Regions from separate parts of the Macaca mulatta genome. Here region 2 is linked to region 1. A link is a contact called in public Hi-C data. All regions are on one chromosome and are shown on one strand. Each heading gives the region's core, a stretch centred on a gene start, on an enhancer-like site or on the middle of the called end of the contact. The rest is flanking DNA. Distances are from core to core; before and after follow the strand shown. Region 1 holds the start of MRM3 (mitochondrial rRNA methyltransferase 3). Region 2 holds the start of NXN (nucleoredoxin).

Region 1 (4,224 bases), core at 1,295-3,794:
CCCCGTCTCTACTAAAAAACACAAAAAACTAGCCGGGCGAGGTGGCGGCGCCTGTAGTCCCAGCTACTCGGGAGGCTGAGGCAGGAGAATGGCGTAAACCCAGAAGGCGGAGCTTGCAGTGAGCTGAGATCCAGCCACTGCACTCCAGCCTGGGCGACAGAGCAAGACTCTGTCTCAAAAAAAAAAAAAAAAAAAAAAAAAAGAACGTAAGTGAGCTCCCTTCTTACTGAAGCATAAAATCCAAATTATTTAGCATAGCATTCAAGATACTATTAGAAGCAATGCCGACCTGTCCATCCTGATATCCCATCTCCTCAACTTCAACTAAGCAACCTCAACTAAAGGCACATAAAACCAGTGGCTTCGCAAACATGTAACATCACTGCACTGGCTCTTTAGTGTTACTATGTAGCTCCCCCTCTAATCTATCTGTGGATATCCCAACTTTAGAAGTCAACTCGAATCCTGGCTAACATGGTGAAACCCCGTCTCTACTAAAAATACGAAAAAAAAAAAAAAATGAGCCAGGAGAGGTGGCGGCTGCCTGTGGTCCCACCTACTGGGGAGGCTGAGGCAGGAGAATGGCATGAACTCCGGAGGCGGAGATCACGCCACTACACTCCAGCCTGGGTGGCAGAGCGAGACTCTGTCCCAAAAAAAAAAAAGTCAACTCAAATACAAGGTCTACAGGAATTATTTCCTCATCACCCAGGTTGGAAAAACCTCTCCTTTTGTATTTTCATAATAGTTGCTAATACTTACATAATGTACTATCATCTATATGTTAAATACTATACATATAATAAGGTGTTTAATCTTTTTTTTTTTTGAGAGGGAGTTTTGCTTTTGTCGCCCAGGCTGGAATACAATGGCGCGATCTCGGCTCACTGCAACCTCTGCCTCCCAGGTACAAGCAATTCTCCTGCCTCAGCCTCCTGAGTAGCTGGGATTACAGGTGTGCGCCACCACGCCCAGGTAATTTTTGTATTTTTAGTAGAGACAAGGTTTCACCATGTTGGCCACGCTGGTGTCCAACTCCTGACCTCCAGCGATGCGCGCCTCGGCCTCCCAAAGTGCTGGGATTACAGGTGTGAGGCACCGCGCCCGGCACATGTTTAGTCTTTACAGCAACCTTTGGATCAACGAAGAAATACTAACAAGGGACAGCTCTGTGGTTTCTGCTATCGAAAGTTTTGTGGTTTTTCACTATCAAATTCTGACTTCCATTACCATCACCTACGTACAAATCCAGTTCCAACTCCCACCCCAACCCAGGCCATGAGCTCTAATGGAGAGTATCCATCAGGGTCATTTGAACCTTTGTTGCCAAAACTCAATGTAGTACCCTAAAAATAGCAGACGGAGTCTCGCTCTGTCACCCAGGCTGGAGTGCAGTGGCGCGATCTCGGCTCACTGCAAGCTCCGTCTCCAGGGTTCACGCCATTCTCCTGCCTCAGCCTCCCAAGTAGCTGGAACTACAGGCACCCACCACCTTGCCCGGCTAATGTTTTGTATTTTTAGTAGAGACAGGGTTTCACCGTGTTAGCCAGGATGGTCTCAATCCCCTGACCTCGTGATCCGCCCGCCTCAGCCTCCCAAAGTGCTGGGATTACAGGCGTGAGCCACTGCGCCCGGCAAAACAGCAGATATTTTAAAAATGATCTGACGAATTCAGACCCCCGTCTGCCGCACCGTCTCCACACTAAACCGCCCTCTTGCACCTTTCAAGTCTTCCTTACTGGTGTGCTCCCTACCTCCCCGGCTTATCGAAGGAGGTCCCCCAAACCCAGTTCCCCAACCGAGTCCTGCAGTAACAGCTTCTCAGGACCGGGGAGAGACTGCTTGTGGGTGCTGTTGCAAAGGGGATGGGTTGCGAGTTGGAGCCCAGATTCAGAGACTGAGTACCCGAGTGGAGCCACTCCGACCAGCCCTGACAGAAGCAGAACTCTGAATATGCTGGTTTTACCTACATCAAAGGCTCCAAACCGGAAAAGACAAATATTAACTGGAAAGCATTATATGTCATTTTGTGTATTTACCGTCTTTTCCGGTAGACAGTAAGCTCCACAAGGGCGGGGCTCAATAAACATCTACGAGTGACTTAAACGAAAGGACGTGCTGGGCACACCGCGGGGACTAATCGCGTTAGGCCCCTCTCCAAGGCCTATGATCCCCACCGGCAACTCGCCGCTCCCGAAGCTGAACTCCGCGCAGGGCCCAAGGTCGGGCACCCTCCGGCTGAGGTTCACGACACACCCATCTTCCCCTCCCTCCGCCAGGGCCGGCTCGGGGGCCCGTTCCCGCCTCGCGCGCCAGCCCCAGTCGAACCCGGCCTGCACCTTCATCCCCAGGACGTCCCGATAGAAACGCGCCGTCTGGAAGCGGTTTCCCACTTTGAACACGAAGTGCAGAGCTCTGCGAGCAGCCATGACTCCCGCGCACGCAGCCGTCACGCGCACGGTACCGCCCCGCCCACGACGGGCGCCCCGGGCCGTGACGTCACTGGCCGCCGACGGCGCGCCTTGGTGACGCAGCCCGGGTCTCAGAGAAGATGGCGGCGCTGGTGAGACGCTCGAGGTTTGTCGTGCGGCCGCTGCTGCAGGTGGTGCAGGCTTGGGACCTTGACGCGAGGCGCTGGGTCCGGGCGCTGCGGCGGAGCGCAGTGAAAGTGGTGTTTCCTTCCGGAGAGGTGGTGGAACGGAAGCGCGCTCCCGGGAAGCAGCCACGCAAGGCAGCATCTGAGGCCAGTGCCCAGGAGCAACGAGAGAAATCACCGCTTGAGGAGTCCACATCCCACGCTCCCAGCACCTGGCAAGAGTCTGGGCTTCGCTACGATAAAGCTTATCCCGGGGACAGGAGGCTGAGGTGATGTGGGTCTTGAAGCCTGTCGAATGTTCTCGTTTCCCTTCCCGCCTCACAGCGGAGCCTTAACCTCCTTCTCCGGATGGAGGACTTCTTCCAGTACAGCCCGCTGGCTTTTGTATTATGCACAGAGGGCCGAATAGTGTCTTTGGAATTAGCTTCTGTTTCCCCTCAGCTCTTTGTTGTTGTTTTTGTTTCACCATGTTGGTCAGCCTGGTCTCGAACTCCTGACCTCAGGTGATCCGCCCGCCTCGGCCTCCCAAAGTGCTGGAATGACAGGCGTGAGCCACCGCGCCCGGCCCTCTCCTTGGCTCTTTATTTCTGTTACAACTAAGCGTGTCTTAGTAACAAGGATGTTGATAGTTACCTGTTTTTTTATTTCCATCTACAGCAGTGTAATGACAATAGTAAAGTCCAGGCCGTTTCGGGAAAAACAAGGGAAGATCCTGCTGGAAGGTCGCAGGCTCATTACAGACGCTCTCAAGGCTGGAGCTGTGCCAAAAATGTTCTTCTTTAGCCGTCTAGAATACCTAAAGGAGCTGCCAGTCGATAAGCTGAAAGGTGTCAGCCTCATTAAGGTGAAATTTGAGGATATCAAGGATTGGTCCGACCTCGTAACACCACAAGGAATAATGGGTCAGTGATTATTACACAGTGTATCTTTTTTTTTTTTTTTTTTTGTCTTGCTCTGTCACCCAGGCTGGAGTGCAATGGCGCAATCTCGGCCCACTGCAACCTTCGCCTCTCAGGTTCAAGGGATTCTCCTGCCTCAGCCTCCCGAGTAGCTGAGACTACGGGCATGCACCACCACGCCTGGCTAATTTTTGTATTTTTAGTAGAGATGGGGTTTCACCATGTTGGCCAGGCTGGTGTCGAACTCCTGACCTCAGGTGATCCTCCTGCCTCTGCCTCCTAATGTGCTGGCATTAAAGCATGAGCCACTGTGCCCAGCCTTACACAGTGTATCTTAAGGTGTGGAGACCTAGGATTAATTTCTCATACTTGTCTTAGGACAGCAGATTTCATTGAAATGAAATTCAAAATGTTACAATTAGAAAAACATAATTCTCGGCCGGGCGCGGTGGCTCAAGCCTGTAATCCCAGCACTTTGGGAGGCCGAGACGGGCGGATCACGAGGTCAGGAGATCGAGACCATCCTGGCTAACACAGTGAAACCCCGTCTCTACTAAAAATACAAAAAAAAACTTAGCCGGGCGAGGTGGCGGGCGCCTGTAGTCCCAGCTACTTGGGAGGCTGAGGCAGGAGAATGGCGTGAACCCGGGAGGCGGAGCTTGCAGTGAGCTGAGATCCGGCCACTGCACTCCAGCCTGGGTGACAGAGCGAGACTCCGTCTCAAAAAAA
Region 2 (4,468 bases), core at 1,274-3,773, 190 kb after region 1:
GGACTGGATTTAGAGAATAAAGTACAGGATGTAAGTCAGAAAAACTCTGGGCAAAAAAAATAAATGTTTAAGATGCTAACGCACCAGGGTTTGGGCATGTCCAGCACTCTGAACTGTATTTTCAAATGAGTCTGTCCTGTGTCATCCAGGTTCGGAGGAATCAGCAGGTCCAGGCTGGGGCCGCAGAATACTTTTTGTCACTCAAAGAGCCTGTCCAGGGTATAGAGAGCCACCCATGGCCCGTGTCTATCAAATATTCTCCTTTCTCGGAAAAAGCTCCAAGCATTTGCAAAACATCTGTTTGCCCCATATTTTTACTATCCAAAAAATGTATTTCCTCTTCAGTAAAAAACACAACAATAGGCTGTTAAGCCGGTAACATTTTACCATAATTCTATGTTTTCAAAAGCTAGAAATCATTTGTATTGCCGGATAAGGACATTATTTTAAGTAGACTTTAGTCTACAACAGAAACTTGCCATAACAATGAACATCTTTTTTGGTAAATCACTTTCTGAACATTATTTCTCCACGAACGTATCACAAAAACCACCACCAAGGAAAACAAAGGATTCTTGTATTTTGAATCAAAAAGTACTGGCCATGCATATTCATACTATATCAAGCATGTCAATCAAAATGGGCAAAATAACCTAAAAAGCGGTAAAAATGCCAACTCTTGCCTCTGAGTGGTTAGTGAACCTATGTTTTCCCAACGTTAAATTTACAAACTGCATCGCATCAACTGTATTTCATACTTTAAATCCCAAATCTCTACCTCACACTGCTTTGGGATGGATGATTTACTCAAGACATTTGGGGTCACAGTATAAGCCTTTTGCTCCCACCAAACCTAAATCATGCTTCTCAACAAGATTCTGTACATATAAAAGGAACACGTGGCACGCCTCGCCATGCTCCCCAGAGGAAACTAAACGCCCCCAGAATAGCCCTTCTGTCCACTCCAGAAGCAGGCTTTCCTCAAAAAGGGAAGGGGGCTGGATTCACACGTTGCATCAGATCCACTCACGAAGCAACAGCGCTCCAAAACTTTTTCTGACTCCATTCATTAGAAAATGTCCTGGATGTGCCGTATTATAAGAGACAGACATCCTCACCCAAGGGACACACTCAGAAACCCAAACTCATCTCGACAGCAAACTGGGAGGCACGAGAAGTTGACAGCAAAGTATCCATTTCCCCAAGTCCTCCTTCCAGTCAATGTGCATCGACGGGGTCAGCTCAGCCCTCAATTCGAAGATCGCCGGGACCACAGGGGCCACCACGCAGCTGAGCTCTGCACGGCCCGGGCTGTTCCCGCGCCCGGGAGGCGTCTGGGGAGGAGGCTGGACCACCAGACAATGCAGAGCTCCCCGGTGGCCGCGAACTCGGCCTGGGGCGGGGGAGACGGAGCCGTGAGCGCCCTTCTCGGCCACAGCCACGGCCACGGTCACCGGCCGCCTCTCCTGACCTGGGCCTCGGCCCCCAGGTCCCCGGTCCCCGGGGAAAGCAGGTTTCTCCCGGAAAGAAAGGAAACGTGCTGGTTTGGGCACCACAGGCGGGGGGCGCGCGCCCTCCCCTCCCCTCCCCACTGTGGGAATCCACGGGGGTCGGCGGCGGAAGCAGGAAGGGGCCCCTCCCGGCGCCTCCGCTCGGGGGTGAAGGGGTCGCAGCCGCCCCCACCCGAGGCTCCCGGCGCGTAAGGACGGAGGGGCTCGAGCCGGGGTCCCAGGGGCCGAGGCGGGTCCAACTTTCCAGGCCGGGCGCAGCGCAGCACCCGAGCCAGAGAGAGGTCCTGGGATGGGGGTGCGGGCTCAGCGCGGAGCGGGAGGGGCAGAGGAGGGGACGGCGGGGTGGGGGGGGGCAGTGGGGTGGGGGGTGGGGAGAGGACAGTGGGTTGGGGGACGGGGGTGCAGGAGTCAGTGGGGCGGGGGGCGGGGGGCGGGCAGGGGGACAACGGGTTTGGGGGAGGGCAGGGTAAGGGGGTGGGGGGGGCAGGGGTAAGGGGGTGTGGGCGGGCAGGGGCCGGCGACGCCCGCGCCGCTCACCTTCCTGTGCTTCTCCTTGTAGGGCAGCGCCAGCCACGGCATGTCCCGCACGAAGTCCTGCCACTGCCGCTGGTCCTGGTCCGAGGACACGAAGACGATCTCCAGGCGCCGCCGCGGCTCGGGCTCCGCCGCCGCCCCGGCCCCCGCCCCCGGCCCCGGCCCGGCCGCCGCGTCCCCCCGCAGGCGCCCGTAGAAGGCGGCCAGGCTGGCGCTGAGCTGCGCGCAGGGGGCGCTGAGGCTGCAGCCGAAGTAGAGACCCAGCAGCGAGATGCCGCGGGCGCCCAGCGAGTGCACGTCCACCTCCTCGCCGCCGCCCGTCACCAGCTTCTCGCCGAGCAGCTCCTCCAGGAAGCCCGACATCCTGGCCCACCGCAGGGCGGTCGGGCGGCTGCGACCCCGCTCCACGGTCCGCGCGGAGGCAGCAGGCGGCGGCGGCGGCGGCGGCGAGCGCTGGGGGAGCGGAGCCCCGCCCACCAGGGCCGCCCACGCCACGCCCCCTCCGCCCGCCCGCGCCACGCCCCCTCAGAGGCCCTCGTCACGCCCCCTCCGCCCGCTCTCGCCACGCCCCCTCCGCCCGCTCTCGCCACGCCCCTCCACGCTCGCCACGCCCCCTTTGCGGCCGGCCGGGCCCGAGCTCTCTGCCCAGGCGGGGTCCGCAGCTGCCGGCCGCGGTGTGCGGGGTCACCGCTTGGGTGAGAAGCCGGACCCGAAACGCTGCACTCTCCCTGGAAAGCCCGAAGCTGAAGTGAAGAAAGGAGAAGGACCCGCTGAGCCAGCGCTTTCCCGGGCTGCAGCCCGGCCCGCATTTTCTCTCCACTCCCGGATTCTAAATTCCCTCCAGACCTTCTCCAGGGATCCCGCCCCCTCCCCGCGGAGCTCCTCACCCCCTTCCTGTTCCTCCCGGGCCTTTCCCCACTCCTCTCCCTGCACGAAGCCTGACCCTTAGGCCGCTCCGGGCCCCACTGACCCTAAGATGCTTCTAGAACCCGCCGTGCTCACTGCATCAGGCCGGGCCTGGCTGGACACTGACTCTTCTGTGTGTTTCAAGCTGTTCTAAGGGGGTCGAGGACGCTTCTGGTGGGGTCCGGTTAGGGTGCCAGGTCGCAGTGTGGGATTTCCGTCCAGGGGTCGCCAGGGCCACTGCCCCCAGCGAATCTGTCTTCCAGCCCCACAAATGGATGCAGAGGACGCCACGGGGCCTCCAGACCCACGCTGGCCGCGCTCCTGAATCCGCTCCATCCTTATGGCAAGTCTATGGATAGTTGAGAACATTTCGAGAGATTTTTTTTCCCCTGCCAGCTGGCAGGATACTCCCCGATGCTTAGGGAGAAACTGGATTAAACAGGTGGTCTGGGCCGGGCGCGGTGTAATCCCAGCACTTTGGGAGGCCAAGGTGGGTGGATCACAAGGTCAGTAGTTCGAGACTAGCCTGGCCAATATGGTGAAATCCCCGCCTCTACTAAAAATACAAAAAATAGCCGGGCGTGGTGGCGCACACCTGTAATCCCAGCTACTCGGGAGGCTGAGGCAGGAGAATCGCTTGAACCCGGGAGGCGGAGGCCGCAGTGAGCTGAGATGGCGCCACTGCACTCCAGCCTGGAGGACAGATGGAGACTCCGTCTCAAAACAAAGCAAAACAAAACAAACAAACAAAAAACAGGTGGTCCGTGGCGAGTCCTCGGGCCACCCAGCGCCTCCCCCCAACCCAATCCACAGGCGAACGAAGCAGGTGCAGATCCGAGCCCATCCACAATAACAGGCCGCCAGTGTGGATCAGCTACTAACGACTCAGCGAAAGCAAAATAATAAAAGCTGAAAACCCGCCCCTCAGAGCTTCCACCGCGCTTTGGAGAGTATTTCCCGGGTATCCATCGCCACCTAATGGAAAGAGTGAAAAATGAGGCCGAACAAACTCCATCTGTGAAAAGACACTGCCGGGACACCAGGCACAATGCTTTTATTTTACAGCAGCTTTCCACATATACAAATGACAGGACGCTTTGCGGGAGCTAATTTAAACCTCAGAATATAACTTCAAGCTTTTGGCACAAAACATATGCGTTCACATCGAAGGTTCTCCGTTTTTCTAGGGTAGAAGAAGGAATGGTGCAGGGTTTCAGCTCGGTGAAATGTTACCATATAAAACAGGTGGGAGAGGTGCAGATGAGAGCAGAAAGTGGATTGGTGTCTCTACCAGTTATATCCACTTCCTTAGTCACCTGATAGTATTGCTCATGACACAGGTAAGATCTTAGATGGAGGACCGCCTTCCAGCACGCTAGAATCCTACTGTAAAGTCGAATTCCACCTTAATTCTTAGGAGACTGTCATGCTGAAAGTACGTGCCACTCTAGGGACAATATTATTCTAAAACACACACAGCATCACTTTTTAGTGAAATCTTTTTTTTTTTTTTTTTT

What was found. Hi-C and Micro-C count contacts between places; a contact is called where the count stands out from the background.
Region 2: a contact with region 1 is called in a Hi-C map of liver, with 4 times the contacts expected there. The contact joins the promoter of NXN here to the promoter of MRM3 in region 1. A contact is called at or near these places in 6 of 14 Hi-C or Micro-C datasets (CD4 T cells, blood, fetal cortex germinal zone and 3 more).

Annotation. Positions count from the first base shown.
Region 1 is chr16:2,323,592-2,327,815 of T2T-MMU8v2.0, forward strand. It overlaps MRM3 (mitochondrial rRNA methyltransferase 3), which reads left to right and starts at 2,545. Exons shown (of 3, transcript XM_077969734.1): 1 at 2,545-2,865. GLOD4 (glyoxalase domain containing 4) reads right to left here and starts at 2,471. Exons shown (of 9, transcript NM_001265952.1): 1 at 2,340-2,471. The coding sequence starts at 2,429.
Region 2 is chr16:2,518,483-2,522,950 of T2T-MMU8v2.0, forward strand. It overlaps NXN (nucleoredoxin), which reads right to left and starts at 2,524. Exons shown (of 8, transcript XM_015118170.3): 1 at 2,049-2,524. The coding sequence starts at 2,408.